2 separate regions of the Oryctolagus cuniculus genome follow, and region 1 is linked to region 2. The links are chromatin contacts, called in public Micro-C maps. All regions are on one chromosome and are shown on one strand. Each heading gives the region's core, a stretch centred on a gene start, on an enhancer-like site or on the middle of the called end of the contact. The rest is flanking DNA. Distances are from core to core; before and after follow the strand shown. Region 1 overlaps POLA2 (DNA polymerase alpha 2, accessory subunit). Region 2 has its middle 14 kb from the start of SCYL1.

What was found. A called contact is a pair of places that touch in the nucleus more often than the background predicts.
Region 1: a Micro-C map of ear pinna shows a contact between it and region 2, with 3 times the contacts expected there. The contact joins two enhancer-like sites. A contact is called at or near these places in 2 of 6 Hi-C or Micro-C datasets (ear pinna and an unstated tissue).

What each region holds. Positions count from the first base shown.
Region 1 is chr1:6,338,011-6,341,282 of mOryCun1.1, forward strand. It overlaps POLA2 (DNA polymerase alpha 2, accessory subunit), which reads right to left. Exons shown (of 18, transcript XR_007913532.2): 5 at 824-930. Among named protein-coding and RNA genes, the nearest start is that of POLA2, 5.8 kb to the right of the region's middle. Within about 2 kb of position 1,606, at least 3 of the 8 cell types and tissues checked have an H3K27ac peak or open chromatin away from gene starts, as enhancers often do.
Region 2 is chr1:6,166,370-6,169,664 of mOryCun1.1, forward strand. No RefSeq gene overlaps it. Among named protein-coding and RNA genes, the nearest start is that of SCYL1, 14 kb to the left of the region's middle. Within about 2 kb of position 1,287, at least 3 of the 8 cell types and tissues checked have an H3K27ac peak or open chromatin away from gene starts, as enhancers often do.

The sequences.
Region 1 (3,272 bases), core at 356-2,855, 170 kb after region 2:
GCTCCCGGCTCCGGCCTGGCCCAGCCCCAGCTGTTGTGGGCATTTGGGGAGTGAACCAGCAGATGAAATAGCTGTCTCACTCTGCTGCTCTGCCTTTCAAATAAGTAAACTAAGTACAAACATAAAAAAATCAAGTGATAGAGCCTGAGAAATCTCAAGCTCTCGTCAGTCTAGAAGAGGTGGTGGCTCCCGGGCCTCACCCAGAGGGGCCAGCACTGACAGACGCGTCCTCTGCCCATGGGGTTCTCGCACATAAGACGTGCCATTTACAGCCTGCAGTCACTGGCGACCTCTGTGGGTTTATGTGCAGTGGTGGTGGCAGGGATAAACACCAATTAACTCAGCACAGACTCACAGTGAAGACGACTGACTAGCTGTGACCTGAGTGAGGAATAATCAACAGGTTACACAACACTATGAACAAAGACACGTGCTTTTTCTTTTGAAAAAATAATTAGGTTGAAAGAAAGAAGAAGAAGAAAGCAAGCCCAGCAAAACACAAACTAAGAGAAGCAGGTGGAAACCCACTTGTCAGACTGGCAGGTTCCTGGACAGACGGGCTGTTGGCTGCAGAAGACGCCAGTTCCCGATCTAGGAAAGGCGCCTGCAGAAGTGGGTGGGCAGCCAGTCTCCCCCATTACTGTGAGAAACAGAAATCTGCCACAAAGGCAGCGCCGGGGAGGCCGGGGGCACTGGCTCTCCCGGTGGCTCTCGGCAGAGGTGCCCTCCGCCCAGTTAATCAGTTACTCTGCGGTCAGCCTGCAGCAGCCAGCCAGCAGGGGCTGCTCTGGGGCACCTGGAGGCACCCCAGTCTGATCCGTACCTTGGAGAGAAACTTGACGGAGAAAGCAGCTGGTGGGGGCTACGGGCAGACACAGTCCTTTTCGTCAGGGGGGTTTCTGGGGTGGTGATAGCTCGCTTCTGAGAGCCCTAGAAACCAGGAAACAAAACCCCAGTCACTCGAGATCCAAGGTGCTCACTGAAGTACAGTTCCTTCGCAAGGGCACAGCACCCAACGAGAAGGCTGGCTCTCTTGTTTGGGCCCCATCGTCCAAGCAGAGCCCCAAGAAACTTCCCACAACCATGACCCGACATTCATCAGCACCGTCCCCAGTCTGAAGGCAATTACGAAAAAACACAAATAATATTTTCCAAAAAGGACAGCCAGGCGGGCAGTCTGCTCACTTGCCGTCCTCACTTCTCTTTGCTTTAGAACACATTTGAGTTTTGCAACCCCTAGCTTTGACCTGTGCGCACATTTTCCTGAAGAGGGATGGGACCGTGTCCCAGCTTATTCTGGCAAAGTCTACCACACATTTCCAACATCAAGAAGGGACAGGCTCCAGGCAGAGGACACGAGGATACGGCTGAGCTCACACTTGGAGAGCAGTCAGCAAACACCTCACTGCTGGTCACTTCTGCACTCGGGTTTTTTGTTGCTGTTGGCTCATCAATAAGGATCCAAAGACAAGACCAGAATGGAGGCTGAATCCACAGCCCAGAGACGGGCTGTCCCCTCAAGTCTAGGACAACTGAGTGTAACACAGGAAAGACAACCCTCGTCTGGACTGCAGCCAGGAAGCCGGCCTGCCGGAGAGAGCTCCTCCCGGCTGCTGCTGAAGGCGCGCTCCAGCTCCGAGCTGCCGGCTGCTCGTGGCTGCCGACTGGTGGTCAGTGTTAGAACGCCAGAGCACGGATTCAAACTGCCATTAAACAGCTACAATGGAAACTACATCTCAATTCTTTAGGAGATTTTTACTAGGGACTATTACATATTAGGTCAAATACAAAGATTAAAATTTTATTTATGAAGAAGCAGTGGGATGGGAGAGAGGAGGGGGAGTCTCCCATTCACTAGTTTACTTCTAGGACCTGATCCAGGTCTCCCTTCTGGGTAGAGGGACTCACCCACTTGAGCCATCACTTGTGGGCGAGGAGAGTATCATTAGCAGGAACCTGGAACCAGGACATGGGAACGGGTATCCCAACAACCTGGCCAAATACCTGTCCCCTAGAAAGGCTTCTGATATTTTCTCAAATCATTTTCATCATTATTTAAAGATTTATTTATTTATTTACTTGAAAGTCAGAGTTTTAGGGTAAAGCTGCTATGGTGTAGTGGGTAAAGCCACCGCCTACAGGGCCAGCATCCCATATGGGCACCAGTTCAAGTCCCCGCTGCTCCACTTCTGATCCAGCTCTCCACTATGGCCTGGGAAAGCAGTGGAAGAGGGCCCAGGTCCTTGGGTCTCTGCACCCACGTGGGAGACCTGGAAGAAGCTCCTGGCTCCTGATCGGCGCAGCTCTGGCCGTTGTGGCCAATTGGGGAGTGAACCAGTAGATGGAAGACCTCTCTCTTTCTACCTCTCCTTCTCTCTCAGTTTAACTATGACTTTCAAATAAATAAATAAAAACAATAAAAAGAGTTTTATAGAGAGAGAGAAAGAGATAGAGACCTGTCCTCTGGCTCACTTCCCAGATGGCCACAATGGCCAGGACTGGGCCAGGCCAAAGGCAGGAGCTCTATTTAATTATTAAAAAGACTGAATTATTTATTTGAAAGAACTATAGAGAGGGGAGCGACAGAGATTCCACGTGCCTCTAGCCCAGGCACATCCTGCATCTCCTGAGCTGTATTCACGTTTCAAACTGGTCAATATGTCAATGCAACTCACTCAGCTCGGACTCCATGGTCACAGACTGATTCATCACCGAGTCTCCCTCAGCAGGCGTTTCCACGGCAGGAGTGGGGTGTCCTGCATGTGCTGTTTCAATCAGAAGGTTATCTACTTTAAAAAGTAAATCTGCGGAGCCAGCACGGTGATGTAGCAGATAAAGCCGCTGCCTGCAGTGCCGGCATCCCATATGGGTGCCAGTTTGAGACCTGGCTGCTCTACTTTTTGTTTTGTTTTGTTTTTTGTCTTTGACAGGCAGAGTGGACAGTGAGAGAGAGAGACAGAGAGAAAGGTCTTCCTTTGCCATTGGTTCACCCTCCAATGGTCGCCGTGGCCAGCGCACCACACTGATCCAATGGCAGGAGCCAGGTGCTTCTCCTGGTCTCCCATGGGGTGCAGGGCCCAAGCACTTGGGCCATCCTCCACTGCACTCCCTGGCCACAGCAGAGAGCTGGCCTGGAAGAGGGGCAACTGGGACAGAATCCGGAGCCCCGACCGGGACTTGAACCCGGTGTGCCAGCACCGCAGGGCGGAGGATTAGCCTAGCAAGCCGCAGCGCCGGCCTGCTCTACTTCTTTTTTTTTTTTTTTTTTTTTT
Region 2 (3,295 bases), core at 37-2,536:
GCACCGGCCCTCAAATAATTTTTTAAATGTCTGTCCCTCTCAAATAAATAAATCTTAAATAAATAAATAAAATGTTTATCTTCATTTACTTAATAGGCAGAGCAAGAGAGAGAGGGGTCTTCCTTCTGCTGATTCACTCCCCAAATGCCTGCAACAGCCAGGACTGGGCCAGGCCAGACCAGGAGCCCAGAACTGCACTTGGTTCTCTCACAGGGGGCAGCAGGGACCCAAGCACTTTGAGTCTGCTGACTCCCAGGATGCATTGCAGGAAGCTGGATCAGAAACGCAGAGCTGGGCCTGGTGCTGTGGCGCAGCGGGTTAAAGCCCTGGCCTGCAGCGCCAGCCTCCCTCGTGGGCGCTGGTTCTAGTCCCAGCAGCCCCTCTTCCAATCCAGCTCTTTGCTGTGGCCTGGGAAAGCAGTGGACGATGGCCCCAGTGCTTGGGCCCCTGTGTGGGAGACCCAGAAGCAGCTCCTGGCTCCTGGCTTCGGATCGGCACAGCTCCGGCTGTTGCCATTTGGGGAGTGAACCAGTGGATGGAAGACCTCTCTCTCTTTCAAGTAACTCTTTCAAGTAAATAAATTAAATATATTTTTAAAGATCTTATTTATTTGAGAGGTAGATTTACAAACAATGAGAGGGAGAGACAGAGAGAGAGGTCTTCCATCTGCTGGTTCACTCCCCAGATGGCCGCAACAGCCGGAGCTGTGCCGACCCGAAGCCAGGAGCCAGGAGCTTCTGTCTCCCACACGGGTGCAGGGGCCCAGGGACTTGGGCCATCTTCTGCTGCTTTCCCAGGCCACAGCTGAGAGCTGCATTGGAAGTGGAGCAGCTGGGACTTGAACCGGCGCCCATATGGGATGCCGGCGCCACAGGTGGAGGATTAACCTACTGCGCCAGAGCGCCGGCCCCATAAACCTTAAAAAAAAAAAAAAAAAAGTGCAGAGCCGGACACTCAGGGGCTCTGCAGTGTGGGATGCGAGCACTAGCAAGGCCCACCCCGAGATCCAGCCTCTGGCTGTGGACACAGCCTGTTGGGGACTCTGCGTTCCGCACTCCCTTTGAGGCAGACAGAGGTGACTTTGGGCTGACTTTCCACCCTTGCCTGTCACCGATGGGAGCCGGGTCTGGCCTTTACTACATTTCCATGGGATGCATGCAGCCATGCAGCCCGGCAGGTCCGCGGCCTGCTGTTCCCCAGTGCCATGTGTGCGCCTCCATGGGAGCCCTCAGCTCTGCACACCCGGCCCTGCTCCCACGGGGACACCCAAACGGGGCGAGGGGACTCCGGGCAGGCCCGCAGCGCCTGGTCCAGCTCCTCCCGTGGCCAGGGACAGAGCTGTCCCAGCACTCAGGCCTGTGGCCAGAGCCCACTCAGCCTGGGGTTAGCCATTGCCTCAGCCAAGGACGGCGACACACAGGTGAAGTAAGGGAGCTGACTAGGGCTCTGATCCCAGCTCCACTGCTCTGGCCACGAGCCAATCACAACCTGCTTCCCCCATTCACAAAATCAGGTATTAGGATGGCAGCGCTGCTGGGGCCGGCGCTGCGGCGACTCCACTGGCCAGGAATGCGGCGTCAGCAGGGGTCCCCCACCATGCTGGGTGCCAATCTTCCTTAGACCTGGCTGGGCTGATGGGAATGGGCCTCAAGGCCCAGGAAGTGGGGTGGGATGGCGTCCCAAGGAGGGACATATACTAAGGGGTTTCACACCGGGGCCACAGGCCAGCCCTCCCAGTATCAGAGGCACAATGTCCCAGGGGACAGGGACCTGCACCGGCTGCTCAGCCACTCAGAATGTACCTTCACAAAGGCAGGGCCGGTCAAGCTGCCATGAACCGCACGTTCTGTCCTGGCTGCCTCACCTATCCAGTTTCCAGGCTGGAAAAGGCAGATGGCCCAAGTGTTCGTGGGCTGGTCCATCCACATGGGAGGCCTGGCTCCTGCCTGGCCCGGCCCTGTTGCAGCTGCCTAGTTCAGGAAGTGAGAACACTTGCAAACTGTAAGTGTCAGGGCCAGTGCTGTGGCATGGCGGGTAGAGCCTCCGCCTGCGTGTGGCATCCCGCACGGGCACCGGTTTGAGACCCCGCTGCTCCACTTTGGATCCAGCTCTGGGCCGTGGCCTGAGAAAGCGGAAGATGGCCCAAGTGCTTGGGCCCTGCACCCATGTGGGAGACCCAGAGGCGGCTCCAGGCTCCTGGCTTCGGACTGGCACAGCTCCTGCTGTCGTGGCCAACTGGGAGTGAAGCAGAGGATGATCTCTTTCCAATGGATAAATCTGTCTTGTACCAACGTTCCTGTGGCAATGCTACCTGTCCCGACACTCCACCAAGCGTCCCGCCTCCTGAGCGGCATCATGAACGCCGTTTCCCAGGGATGGGACACCCGGCACCACACCCCCCATCTACTCAGGGACAATTATTTTATACACAGAAGAATCACACCAATGAAGTTTTCAATTTTTATTGCAAGAAACCAAAGTGAGTCTTTCTTCTCCAACACTATGAAGACCACCTGAAAGACAAGGAGTCCGTTTCTTGTGTGAGTAAGCAGAGCCAAGGCAGGGTTCACACGAGTTCCACGTCAAGGACGAGACGCCGAGGCCGGCGCTGTGGTGGTTAAGGGCCTGTAGGGGACACCGGCATCCTATATTCGAGTGCTGGTTTAAGTCCTGGCTGCATCAACTCCCAGCTGCTGCTCTTCCAACCCAGCTACAGAAGCCCACTCTCCCCCCTCAGACAAGTAAAGTTGGGGCCAACACTGCGGTGCAGTGGGCCGAGCCACTGCCTGCAACGTCAGCGTCCCATTCCAGCCCTGGCTACTGCACTTCCCATCCGGCCGACCGCAGAGGCACTTGGGAAAGCAGAAGGTGGCCCAAGCATGTGGGAAGCCAGGATGAAGCTCCCGGTTCCAGCCTGGCCCAGCCCTGGCTTTGGTGGCCACGTGGGGAGTGAACCAGTTGACAGAAAACCTCATCCCCTCCAGCCGCCTCGTCAACTGCATCTTTCGCAGCTCCCACTCGAGCCCAACACCCATCACGAGGACAGGCACGACAGCAAGCAAAGACGCCGCAGGGATTTGAACCCCGTCCTGGAATCCAGGAGTGCCAACCACCAGCATCTTTTGCTTTTTTTTTTTTAAGCTAGATAAAGGCCAAAAAGCAAAACCTGAGATAACAAGAATTGTTTTCTCAGGAAAAGAAAAACCTTGCACGGCCCTACTGGAGACACTGGAGAGCTGCTTCCTTCCACTAAGATGCTAGCTTGGCTCAGTCTGTTACGTTCACCTGAAAAAGT